Regions from separate parts of the Mustela erminea genome. Here region 1 is linked to region 2. The links are chromatin contacts, called in public Hi-C maps. All regions are on one chromosome and are shown on one strand. Each heading gives the region's core, a stretch centred on a gene start, on an enhancer-like site or on the middle of the called end of the contact. The rest is flanking DNA. Distances are from core to core; before and after follow the strand shown.

Region 1 (6,542 bases), core at 1,786-4,285, 160 kb after region 2:
GGGTAGACAGTGATGCTATTTGCTGAGACAGACCACTAAATGGGAGGCATACTTTAGGGAGAAAATGGAGTTGTTTCAGGCATGTTAAATTTGAAATGCCTGTTTGACAGCCAAGTGGAAAAATCACAGGCAGATATGTGGAGAGATACAAGCAGGTACTTATATTCATGGAGAGGTCAAAAATCACATTTCTACAGAAATCACAAATCAGCATCATACAGATAGCATTTAAGCCATCGATCATACATCTCTCTCTTGTCCAACTGGTAAATTCCCAGTTATCCTTCAAAACTTAGTCTGGTCATCACCCCCCCACCAAAAAGGTTGTCTCTTACCACCCTGCGTTAATCTCTTTCTCCTTTCTACTATTTAAGTACTCGTATGTGCTTCTATTCTTCCATCCAACACTGTACAGTAACACCTTGTTAACATAGAAAGGCAGAGATCTCACTCCATTCACACTGGTCTTCTTTAACATTAACACTCTAATTTTAATGACTGATACAGTAGGTTCTCAGTAGATGTCACTGAGTTCCCAATCTAACTGAACTCATCAAATCCACAAAGTAAGTCAGAAGCAAACCATAGGCTTATAATCAAAGATAAAAAGCTAATAAACATTTCCAAGGAGGCTGACTGGTTCAGTCTGGCGAGCATGTGTTTCTTTTTTTTTTTTTTTAAAGATCTTATTTATTTGAGAGAAAGAGAGCACGAGCAAGGAGTTGGAGGGAAGAGGGAGAAGCAGGCTCCCCGTGGAGCAGGGAGCCTGATGCAGGGCTCGTTCCCAGGACCCTGGAATCATGACCTGAGCTGAAGGCAAACACTTAAACGACTGAGGTACCCAGGCACCCCAGAGCATATGGTTCTTGATCCTGGGGTTTTGAGTTCAAGACCCACACTGGGTATAGAGATTACTTATATAAAAACTTCAATTAAAAAAGAAAAAAGCCCCATGGGGTGCCTGGGTGGTTCAGTGGATTAAAGCCTCTGCCTTCAGCTCAGGTCATGATCTCAGGGTCCTGAGATCGAGCCCCACATCGGGCTCTCTGCTCAGCAGGGAGCCTGCTTCTCCCCACCCCCCTCTCTCTACCTGCCTCTCTGCCTACTTGTGATCTGTGTCAAATAAATAAATAAAATCTTTAAAAAAAAAAAAAAGAAAAGCCCCTAATAAACATTTCCCAAATTATGACATTGCTAGGTGAGAATTAAGATCTCCAATTTTCGGGAGGGGGAGAAGTGCGAGAACCCACAAAAACAATCAAACCCTTTTTCTTCCAATCTCTACACTAACAAGTAAGTCCACAGAGGCAGAAAAGAAAAGAAAAATAAGCTCTTATGCTCGGTCACAAGTACCTACATTATTTGTTTTCCCAACAGCCAACAATGTGACCACCCATAAAAAGATCTGCACTAAAAATCCCATAGTGTCCCTATCACTAAATAATGTATAATTTATGCTGGGAAAGTTCTGGAAAAACGGAAGGCAGAATATACTTACCAGCAAACAGTGGGCAAAGTCAGGACCTCCCACCAGGCCAGTGAAATTTCCCAGTTGCTCAGCAAGAGCTAACAGTACCTCATCCTCATCATAAATTGTATCTGGAAATGACAATAACCCAGTACTCATCAACAAGGATAGCTGCCCAGAATGGGATACTCACACAAAAGTAGAAATAGACTCAAAATTTAACTAGATAGTCCTGTCACAGTCCTAACAGCATTCTGGACCTGTTTCACATAATGAATTAGAAATTGACAATCCCGTATCAATTATCTTCCTTCCCATTAGCTAAATAGTTAATGTTTTAATACATCTGGCCATAAGATATGCCTTGTCTTGCTTCTTTTATACAGAAAGCATCAGGCTCAGTTTAGTATTTAACAGCATTGGTAACAAATTCTAAAAAAGAGTAAGTTTTGAAAGCCACTGGAAAATGGCAATGGCTATGCCTTTCTTTAAACCAAAAAGTCACAAACCTGTAAGGAATGGCAGCAGTTCCGTTCGCGTCCTTTCTACTCCAAGTGCTAGAGCAATTGTTGATAACTTCTTAATACTGTTGAGACGGAGCTTCATAAATAAATAAATAGATGAAAGTTGCAAACAGGTAGGATAATGACATACAGTGATGAGGAGGAAAACTTTCATTTTAGATCTTACCCTATGAGGAACCTTGGGAGCAGTGGGAACACAGCTCCGGTTTAGCCAAAGGAAGGTTTCTTAAGAGCAACAATCAAAGGGCCCATTAGAAGAAGGAAAAAGAATACCACATCCAGGAAGTGAGACAATTTCAACACGAGAACACTCTGGCTTCGGTGAAGCTGGTGAAATGGTTGAACACAAGCCCCGGCTTTCCAAAGAAAAAAGTTACACCAGAGCTGACACACCGACTCTTCTAGGTTATTAAGCCGCCCCACTCTCTTTGTGCCCAACAAGCCAGGCCGGTTTCCAAGCCGAGAGGAAGGCTCTCACCCACCTGCTGCTCACAGGGCCCCTCCGGCATCTCTGCAGCCCACTCCAGCCTCCTGGGGCCCGGCCACCCTCCTCCCAGCGCAAGACCCAACGCGCGTTCCCTCCCAGCACCACCCGGAAGGGGCGCCCCGGCGGGAAGCCGGTGCTCTCACAACCGCCAGGACCGGGTGGGACGCCTCAGGCGCTGGGAGGAGGGGTGCTGCAGAGGCCCCGGGGAAGGTCTGTTCGAGCCAGCGCTGCCCCTCACGGGTCTCTATCCTCCTCCCCATCAAATTTCTGCTCTAAGTCAGCCTCTTCCAAGGCCCCCCAGCCTTCCCCACCGCGGAGCCGGCCTTCCTTCCTCCCCACCACACGCCCAACCAGGCCCGACTCCACGCCCAGCCCGATTCTAGTACCTGCACGTCCTCGTTGCGGAGCTCGTCAATTAAAACCGCAATCGGGTACAGCGAATCGTCTCCATCTCCTCCCGCTGCCCCCGGGCCGGTCCCGGGCCCCGCTGCGCCCGCCATGTTCTTTCTCCTCCGGCTCCTCGCCGACGCCGCCCGCCCCGCGCCCAGGCCCCGCCCCGCGCCCAGGCCCCGCCCCGCGCCCAGGCCCCGCCCCGCGCCCAGGCCCCGCCCCGCGCCCAGGCCCCGCCCCGCGCCCAGGCCCCGCCCCGCGCCCAGGCCCCGCCCCGCGCCCAGGCCGTCGGAACTAAGGCCCAAGCTCCCACTCTGCGGAGGCGGCGGTGCTGAGGCTTGGCCAGGGTGATGGAGGTACCCGCCCGGACCCCGTTGCGCGAGGTGTACGTTTAAACTCCAGAAGGGTGGGCCGAGAAAGCGCATGGAGCCCCTGCATCCTTTACGCAGCCAAAAGAAACAGGGGCAGGAATTCACTTTGCTCATGGTGGACTTAAGAGGTCAGGGACCTACCTGAGTGATGCGAGCTCTGCTCCTAGGACTCGGGCACACCAAAGAGGATGCCCAAGGCCAGAAGGAAAACAGATTTAGCGCCTCCCCTGACTTCATCCTGGCTCTGAGCCACCGGGTCTCCAGCCCTAATTTCCCCCGCTAGCCTCAAGCTTCCACAGAACCCCTCCACCTCTTCCTCTGGCCTATGAGCCAGAATTGTATCTGGCTCCTGCTCCGTAAGACAAATAACGCGGGCGGTGAGAGAAAATGAACACTGCTGTCCAAACTCCCCAGTCAATATTTTTTCCGCTTTTTCCATGCAAGCTGTTAAAAACATGCTGCTCTCTTGTTTTTGTGTTTCTTTTCAGTTTGGTACTGGAATGGTGCCTTCTGTTGTTTTTTCTTCCTCCCTCTTTTAGGTCTTTAGCATGCTAGAAGTACAACAATCAAGCAAAACTAGGACAAGCTTTAATCCTTCCAAACTGGGTGGAGTGGCTACTTTGCTTGTACAAGAAAGGCTAAACTGGCCTCCCTAGAACTCCCAGAGTCCTCAAAGGCACCAGGAGGAGGATGTGAGGGTACTGGAGTTTCTTACAAAACTTAATGGAAAGTTTTCCTTTACCCTTCTGAGGGAAGCACAGAAACACCCCCCCCCCTTTTTTGTTCATTTTGGACTATAATTTAAGCGGCTTAGAGTGATAAACTACATATGGTTAACATAAGCTCGGAAATGGTAATGGCAGGTCTGATGAATGAAAACAAAATTATCAATGAACACAATTTGGGAGACTTTTTTTTTTTTCAAAGATTTTATTTATTTATTTGACAGAGATCACAAGTAGGCAGAGAGAGAAGAAGGGAAGCAGGCCCGCTGCTGAGCAGAGAGCCCAATGTGGGACTCAATCCGAGGACCCTGAGATCATGACCTGAGCCGAAGGCAGCAGCTTAACCCACTGAGCCACCCAGGCGCCCCGGGAGACTTTTTTTTTTTTTTTTAAACACCCCGTTCGTCAGAGTAAACACAGTAGATAGAGACTTTGATAGGAGTGAAAGTTTGGGCACCAATGGACTTGAACAGTAGCTCTCAAATTAAGTCTGTGGATGTATTCTGTAGGGCTTCCATTTGGTTTTCATTTTGGTTGTAATTTTTAGATTTATATAAGCATATCCTGGACTATTTGGCTGACCACTTTATAACCAGTATTGCAGCCCTATTTCAAAACTTAGGTTCACATGTGTGTTCCACTGTTACTTTTACACCCTTCTAGGATAATGAGAAAAGAACAGAGGTGGATTTAAAATGAAAATGGTGTTTTCATGCCCAAAATGAAAGCCAAATGACACCATGGAAATGTACTGTGGCAACATTTCCAACAGAGGAGTAGTGAGAAAACAGGTGTTACAGGTCACTTGGTGGCAAAGGCACATTCGCCTCAAAAGAAACTGAGTGTTCACGGGCAACACCTGAGTCACAATACATGGGATAATTCCGTCTCCTGTGTATCTGATTTGTAGATTTTGGGCTTTTAGTGTATAAGAACTATATATAAAAAAAATCATATTCCTACTTTAAATTTTCAAGTTTAAGTAACATTGTAATAAAAATCATTTAAGTTGGGGGCGCCTGGGTGGCTCAGCTGGTTGAGCGTCTGCCTTCCGCTCAGGTCATGATCCCAGGGTCCTGGGATCGAGCCTTGAGTTGGGCTCCCCACTCGTTAGGGGGACTGCTTCTCCCTCTCCTTCCTGCTCATGCTCTCTCTGTCACTATCTCTGTTTCTCTCTCTTTCAAATGAGTAAATAAATAATCTAAGTTGCCTGAGAGTTTTCACGATTTTTTGTTCCTTTAGAAATGGATCCAAATACCATTCAAGTTGAAAAAAGGGCCAAGAGGTTTTTGGATTTTGTACCTTACCAGTTAGAAGATCGGAGGGTGTTCCTATTGGCATGGTTGGGGGTGTGTGGGGGGGAATCTGTTCCCTTATACTTGATGTAAAAAGTCTTCAGAAACGGTGGAGGAAGCAAGCAGAGAGAGAAGCACATTTAGTTCCACACATGTCATCATCTACATGTTAGCTCAAGCTTAGATGACCTCATTCTGAACAAAAATTAGCACACTGATTAAACCTGAGCTATTTTGTTTAAAACTCAGATATGCTTTCCTTACCCAAGCACAATGAATTAGATACCTAAGAAATAACTATGATTAAATATGAAATCACAAAGCTGAAAAAAATAGGTGCCAAAAAATTGCCTGGTTTAGAGTCATCAATTCGAGACTTCAATTCCCACCTCTGTCTCTGACTCACTGTGACCTGCCTCTTCCTATGCCTCAATCCCACCTCCCACCCCCTCACCCCCAATAAAATGGAGTTAACCACCTCTGGGTCCCTCTCTAGTTACTGTGATGATGTGAGAACAGAACATGTAGTAAACATGGAGATGCTAATAAATCCTTCAATAAAGAAAGTCATTAAAACAGGCTCCAGCAGAAAAGGCTATTTCAAAAACTGGGCCAAACGGAAACTGGAACAAAGTCTAAGTCTTTCGGGGAGTATGGTCCACAGACTATCTGAATCACCTCAGATGCATGTGAAAAAAACGCTTCCTGGCTTGCACCCCAAATCCACTGAATCAGAACCCCTGAGAGTAGGGCGGGGCACTTGACTGTGTGCCCTCGTGATTCTAACGCACAAAGATATTCCAAAGTCACGGATTCTAAAACATCTGAAAAAAACTATTTCCATGTCAACAAGCAGCTGTCCAGGAAGAGTCTGAGAAGAGTTTTGGAGGCCGTCTCTTGTCCAGAAAAAGCAAATGACAGCGACAACCGCTTATTGATGAGCAATTCTGTCCCTATTGGCTATGGTTTTTACCAGATTAAACGGATCCCTCTTCTGCTTGACTCCTGGAATACAGCTAAGCACAACAAATACAGCCCTGGGTTTCTGAGCTGCGGCCACATCCTCTCTATTCTGCCTCTGGTCTCCTCCCCATGTTCTCCCCTGCCCCACCTTGTGCACCACCACCACCCCACCCCCCACCCCCCGCCAACAGATACACACACACACACCACAAAACTAAATGACCAGGGAGTGCCAGAAGCAGCAGTTAAGATTTAGCTAAGGTTTAAAGCAACACCTGGGAAACAGCGTGACATCTTCAGCACAGAAACACTGGGCTCT
Region 2 (7,150 bases), core at 1,973-4,472:
GGAAGAAGAGGGGAAAGGGGGAGAGAGAAGGAGGGGAGGAAAATGAGAATTGGATAATATTAATAATTGCTATAATATATAGGCTATCATTTAATTGAAACAAAGGTGCCTAAGAGACACACAGGGTTAAAATCGCAGAGAGAAAAGTAGATCTCTTGGACTGAGGGAACTGAGCTGAATCAAAGAGTCCAAGCTTGGAATATTCAGTCCACATACATTTCTCCAGGTTCTATTTACAGCCTCCTGGTAATTTCCAGTAGTGCACCTGCTGCATTTCCAAGGGGGCAAGGTTTATTTTGGGCACAACCCCACCTACTTCTCCCCTATCTCTGGTTTCTCTTTCTCTGACCTCCAGACACTCAGCATCCTCACACTGATCTCTGGTTTGTCAAAAACCTGCTGGTACTCCCTGCCATCTCTCTCTCCTCTTTCCAGCCCCAAACCAAGTCTTAATCCCAGACTGTGCAAGGAGGTAGTTGAGCTAGTTATCTGATGAAAATAATCAGAAAAGAGTCTTAATTTCTGTTCGAAAGATACTTGAAAGAGGAGGTGTTGGCTTAAGTTGGGTCTCTATCTGCATTTTCTGGTTCTTGGGTAAGTAGCTTTTCATCCGATTCCCAAATTTCCACCCCCAGAGCACTTAAAACACATTAATCTAACTGGCAAAATGTAGATGGGAACACTTTTTGAGTTAGGGTATATATGTGGGCTCCTGGCTAGTTAGACAAATTCTCATCCTACTCTCATCAATCCAGAAATCTCACCAGTCTCACCTTCCTCACTTTTATAAACGATATAATTCACAGTAGAATGAGGTATTTCTTGGGGAGAGTGCTGGACAGAAGCACCATGAGGAGTTGGAGGGCACAGGAACCAGCTGATCTTACACAGAAAGTATTAAATTAATAAAATGGATTCATATACAAATATTAATTTTCATTAAAAAAATTAAAACAGAGGTTGCAAGAACAATGTAATGTCTATCGTATACCCTTTGTCTAGTTCTATTAGTTAAATGTTTTGCCACGTTAGCTATCTTTCTAAAACCATTTGAGAATAAATTACACATATCAAAAACTCCCATCCCTAAATACTTCCAAAAATACTAAATACTCTTAATATTCATACACTTTTTCATAACCACCATTCTAGAATTCAAGGGGCTTAACATTTAAATAAAAATAAAATATTCATCTAATACACAATCCATATTCAAATTTCAACAATTGCCCTGAAAAAATTCCTTTACAGCACCTTTCTCCCAATCCAGAATGACATGTTGCCTTTAGTGACATGTCTCTTTAATCCCTTAAATAGATAACAGGTTTTCCGCTTTTTCTTTATCATTAGTGACACTGACCTTTTTTTAAAAAGACGATAGGACAGTGGATGAATAGGATATTTCTCAATTTGCATTTTTCTGATTGCTCTTTGTGATTAGATTCAGAATTTGGATTTTTTGACTGGGATACTATTTAAGGGGTATTGTATGCTTCTCAGTATCTCCCATCAGAAGGCACTTTGTGTCATTTTATCCCATAACCGGTGACATTAACTTTGATCATTTGGTTTGGGTGGTGTCTGTCAGACTTCTTTACTGTAAAGGGGCCATTTTGATCACTTTGTAATGAATAAGAAATCTGAGGCTTCTGTGAGAGTGAGTAAATATCGTGTGTCAGTGATTTTAACATCTATTTTATGATTTTGCAATCTACTGATAGATAATTCCCTACCTGAATCGATTACTACCATAGTGTTTGCAAAATGGTGATTTCTTAATTTCACCATTTCCTCCAGGGTCTTAGTTGTCAAGAAGAGGAGTTATTTCTCCTTTCTTGCCTTTATATTTATTTAACTTAATTTTTAAAAGATTTTATTCATTTATCCGATAGAGATCACAAGTAGGCAGAGCAGCAGACACACAGAGAGAGGGGGAAGCAGGCTCCCTGCTGAGCAGAGAGCCTTACGCTGGGGGATCCCAGGACCCTGAGATGATGACCCAGCCAAAGGCAGAGGCCCAACCCACTGAGCCACACAGGCGGCCCTATTTATTTAACATTTTAAGAATAAATATGCACTTGTGTATTCCTTTTTGAAATTCATTGTGTTATAGTCCATTCTAATCATTATTCATTGGTGATGTTTCAATTGTCCCAGTTTTGATAACGGGAGGTAGCTTCAAGCTGGCTTCTGTTGGTTTTGACATGTGCTCCATCACTCTGAAAATCTTGCTTTCCAGCACAAGATCTTCATGGGCATTTTGTACTTTCCCTCTTTCTGTCTTCGAATCATTCATTTCTCCAGAGTCTGGTTCTTTTTAATAGAGACTGGCATTTAGAAAGCAAGATGTGGAGGCATATATTTCAAAATGTGAAATAACGCTGTTCCTGTTTCCTTGGGCCACCACATAGAATACTGATGTGCGGTCATTTGCAGTCCTGACTCTACCCTCACCATCATGACCCTGGCAATTCCCTTCATTCCTTGGGGTTTGATTCATCATCTGAAAAGAAACTGGATTAGGTAAGTATTTAACCTTTTCAGGGTCACCAACGCGTTTGTGAACCTGATAAAAGATACAGCCCCATCTCCCCAGAGACAATCTCAAAGAGGGAAAAATTCGCATTGTAGAGGGGGGTTGAGGCTTTGAAGCCTCTGTGAGGCTCCAGATCCCTGGATTAGTGATCTCCGGTGTCTCTTCAAGCGCTGACGTTCTGGGAGTCTCTAAGCGACCCGTGCTGCTGTCAGAAGATTCCTGAGACATCAAAATGTGGAAGGATTTATATAGAAACCAATGAGAAAGGGATACGAAGGAAGGAGTCGGTGAGCGATGCGTTGCTCAACCCCAGCTCTTGGCCGGTGCGGAATTCGCCGGCGCACCGCAAGCACAGGTGAGCGGTTTGGCGGGAAGGCCCTCAGGTAGGCGGAGACCGCCCGGACGAGGCAAGGAGACGACCAGGTCGCTGCACCCCTCCGTTCCGCCCACCAGGGCTCGCTCTTGCCCTTCGGCTGGGGTGGCCGAGGAACGGGGCGGGCCGGGGGGTGACCCCGCCCCTGGCAGCCGCGAGGCGGCGGCGAACCCGGGGTGCCTGAGTCCGGAAAGAACGCGCCGTCCAGGCCCCTCCCGTCTTCCCTCGCTCCCTCCCTCCCAGCCGCCGACGTCGGCGGTGCTCCGGTCGCCATGGTGACCAATCGCGGCCCGGTCCCGCCCCCGCCTCCCTGCCCCGGCCCCCTGACGTCGGCGCACGTCAGCGGCGGCGCGCGCCTGGCTGGGCCCAGCCGAGCGGGAGGGACCGAGCGGAGGAGCGAGCCGAGCGGCGTCGCCGGAGCCCAGCAGCGCCGCCGGCCCGCCAGCCCGCGCTCCAGTCCGCCGAGTCTGGCAGCGGGGCCCAGCATGGTCATGGCGGATGGCCCGAAGCACTTGCAGCGCGGGCCGGTCCGGGTGGGGTTCTACGACATCGAGGGCACGCTGGGCAAGGGTAACTTCGCCGTGGTGAAGCTGGGGCGGCACCGGATCACCAAGACGGAGGTGCGGCCCGGGGCTCGGCGGGAGCGTCCGGGGCGAGGGTCCGGCAGAGAGGAGCTGTTGGCCGGGAGGGGCGGCTGCAGCGGGGTTGGGGGGGTGGGTTGCTGGGTCTAGCGGAGAGGCTGGGTCTCTGGCTGAGGCGAGGGGCCTGGGACTGTGAGGACCCGGGAGCTGCAGGGGGGTCGGTGAGCGCCGAAGGGCTCGGGGCCCGGTCATCTGGCCCCGAGTGTCGTCCAGTTGGAAACCCGACCGGCCGGGGCTTTGCCTTCTCTACGCCACCCCCGGTGGCCACACGGAATTTCTCCCAGAGCCTCCCACCCGGGCCGTGACCTGATCTGTGGCCTCCGCTCCGGAGCCCAAGTTCCGCGTCTTCCCAGCTTTCAGCTGGGGGTGGGGTGGGAGGGGTGGGAGGGGAAGTCTGGGTGCTCCCGGGCCGCGCGAGGAGGGACGTCGCCAGCCCCGGGGAGGGGGCCGCCTGCGCTCGGACTCCGGGACGGGGCATCGCGCGGCCCCCGCGACCGCTGCGCCCCTCCCTGGCCCCTCGGGGAAGGGGCCCCGCGGCCGGGAATGCCCGGACGGCCATTGTCCATCGTCTGTGTCTCCTTTTGCCCGACAGCGTCTCTTGATTTGGTGTCAGGCTAGCTTGATCTCGTGCCTGAGGCATTTCCATCTAATACTCCAGACAATAGAACGGGTTAAAATGGTCATCTCTGCGCTTGCACGGTTGGTGGCTCGGTCTCGCTTCGCTCAGGTGGTCCCCTGACCAGGTGTGCGTTCTGGCGGCGAATGCGCGTTCCTGAAGCCACATCTGGTTCGGCTTCTCTACTCCAAAAGCCCTCAACTGCTTCCTGGCGGTGAAGCCAGCATCCCCCACTCCACTGCACATTCTGATGCACCGTACATATTTTCTCCCAAGTCTCTCTTCTTACCTAACCCGCCCCCCTTCCTTTCACTGCCTCAAGCTGCTCTCCTCAGGGTCTCTATTTTAAGACGTGCAAATTAAATACTTCAGAAAAAATCAGTAGAAACAAAACTATTCTTTGGAATAAAACCTTGTGTTTTTGACGTACTCTACCCTGCCTTCTTGCAGTTGTTCTGGAGTTTCGTCCTTTTTCGGGTTTTTCTTTCCCCTAGTTTTCATCCTATTCAGTTTTTTCCCCCTTTTTATTGCAAATGTGTTAGAGTTTGAATATGCAGTAACCTAGGAATGGATTTTCATAATGGCTATGGGAGGTGTAGGACATTTGAAAACTTGAGTGATTTCTGTTGCTTCTGTTCTTGGAAGTTTTGCTTAATGTGAAGGAATCCATTTCCAAAAAGTAGGGGCACATGTCATTGCGTCATCTTCACTTTTTGTCCTCCCCTGCTAATGGTGAGGCATTCCAAATCAGACTTATTTTATAGCATCAGGACCAAGGTTACAAATTTTCTCTCACAAATTTACCTTTGTTCACAATTATACTGAGTTTTTAATGATAAATAATGTGCCTATAGTGAGATTACTTAATCTTGATCTCAGCATTTCTAAAAATGAAGAAATTTATTCCATTCCTCTAAAGAACCATGGCCTAATGCCATGCTGTTTCCCCATAAACTGCATAAAAGAAGGTATTTTTAATGCGTATTTTTATATGAGTCCTTGCTTAATGACTCTAAAAATCAAACAGATTGTGGATTAAAGAAAGCTTCTTACAGAACTTTTGAACATTTTTATGTGGTTGAATTCCAAACCCATTAGTTCATAATTTTTTTTCTCATAAGCTTTTATCAGTATTGGTCACAAGATTTAATTAATTCAGCTGCTACTTATTAGTCCAAATTTAGGTATTAGGTTATCTATTTAAGAATTGTTTAGGTGAGCTGATATTGAGTGACACTTTCTCTTGAGGTTGACGGTTCAAACCGTCTCTTTTAAACTGATACATCTGGTGAAGCTAGGGGGCACTGTGGAGTAGTATCGTGGTTTGGCCATCAGGTATCAAGATCAATGCATTTGTAATTGAAGGCACAGGTCAGATCACTCAGATCCTACGATACATGTGAGACATGATTTAATTTGAAAGCTAAATTTCTAGTCCGTAGACCCCATTCCCCTTTGCTTTTCAAAAGAAGGTGTCTTTAACATATAAAAAGAAATAATGTTAGTTTAAGATGGGTGAGTGTCCCCGATAATATGGTGTGAGTGGAAATGTTAAAATTGAGAGGAATGAGGGAAATAGCAGGGTAATTAACAAAGAGAAAAGTTCTTATAGATCTGAAGTTTTGCAGAGTTTGCTCTGTGAAACTTCGTGGTAATTTGCATTAAGAATTGTTTAGCAATAGTACCTCTAGAATTATTTCTTAAAGTATACTACTAATGAGGATTTTTAAAGCAGTGCTTATGATCTTCATTCATTGTCTGGATAAGTATTTCAGTCTTCAATGGATACAACTATCCCAAATACTATAAATAAGATGGCTAGTGGAAACCTTAAAGTGTTAATCTTATTTTAAGTTTGCATTGCTGAGCATACAGCGGTATTACAGAGAGAACAATTAAAGTGGTATAAAGAACAATATCAGCTAAATATCATGATTATGCTTCCTACAGAAATTTCCTCAATATAGTGTGTTTAACATCAATGTAAGTTTGTGTGTTTTTTTTTTTAAGACTTTATTTATGTATTTGATAGAGATCACAGGTAGGCAGAGAGGCAGGCAGAGAGAGAGAGAGAGGAGGAAGCAGGCTCCCTGCAGAGCAGAGAGCCCGATGCAGGGGCTTGATCCCAGGACTCTGGGATCATAACCTGAGCCAAAAGCAGAGGTTTTAACCCACTGAGCCACCCATGCGCCCCTAAGTTTGTGTTTTAAAACTTAGAGGTTTTTTTCCCCAAGTTTGAACCCAAGACAAATTTTAGGGCTTATTTTGAACAACTGTGTGGTAAACAACTAGACCCTGTTATTTTTACTTGGCTCTTCTCTGTCTCTTATTCTGAATCACTGAAGAATGATGCATTTTCTACAGAGATTGGGAGATCCAAGACTGTTTGCCTTTTAGGAAAAAAAAAAAAATCAGTACACAAAAGGAGATCTTCATTGTGGTCTAATCTATCAAATAGCTTAACATTGTTTAAGAATTATAATTACATCATCATCTGAAGCTGTATTCTCATGTTAGATCTCTATATAAATTTTGCACACAAAAGGGAAGGCAGGTGGTGGTAGAATCCAGCTTCCTAATATAATACTTCGGAAAAGCTTTGTAGTGTTGGTTTGTGGTTTATGAATTAGAGTAGCTAATTTTATAAAATTAGCATAATGGGAAAAGAATAATAGCATTTAAACTGTTAAACTATTTTAGGCAATAGTGGTTGCTAGTTTGCTATGCTGTGGCTGTCCTTGAGTAGTGTTTTATTTTATCAAAACTGTACTAGCAAAGAATTTCTTCCTTATAGTTGGATGGCTAGTTTTTTGTTGGTTTTTGTCTGTTGAATAAAATTCCGAAAAAGTCATTTGTGCCCATAAGTTGTTTTTGTTTTTGTTTTCTGTTAAAGAGTCTTACTATAAAACATGTAAAGAAGAGTGTAGTGCACAAAAAGTACATGGGCATTTCCTCCACCAATGGGAGTAAATCATTCTCATGGC

What was found. A called contact is a pair of places that touch in the nucleus more often than the background predicts.
Region 1: a Hi-C map of fibroblasts shows a contact between it and region 2, with 3 times the contacts expected there. The contact joins the promoter of PPP2R1B here to the promoter of SIK2 in region 2. A contact is called at or near these places in 2 of 3 Hi-C or Micro-C datasets (fibroblasts and spleen).

What each region holds. Positions count from the first base shown.
Region 1 is chr9:8,516,584-8,523,125 of mMusErm1.Pri, forward strand. It overlaps PPP2R1B (serine/threonine-protein phosphatase 2A 65 kDa regulatory subunit A beta isoform), which reads right to left and starts at 3,036. Exons shown (of 17, transcript XM_032358857.1): 1 at 2,866-3,036; 2 at 1,978-2,068; 3 at 1,499-1,599. The coding sequence starts at 2,979.
Region 2 is chr9:8,356,281-8,363,430 of mMusErm1.Pri, forward strand. SIK2 (serine/threonine-protein kinase SIK2) reads left to right here and starts at 3,223. Exons shown (of 15, transcript XM_032358851.1): 1 at 3,223-3,529. The coding sequence starts at 3,395.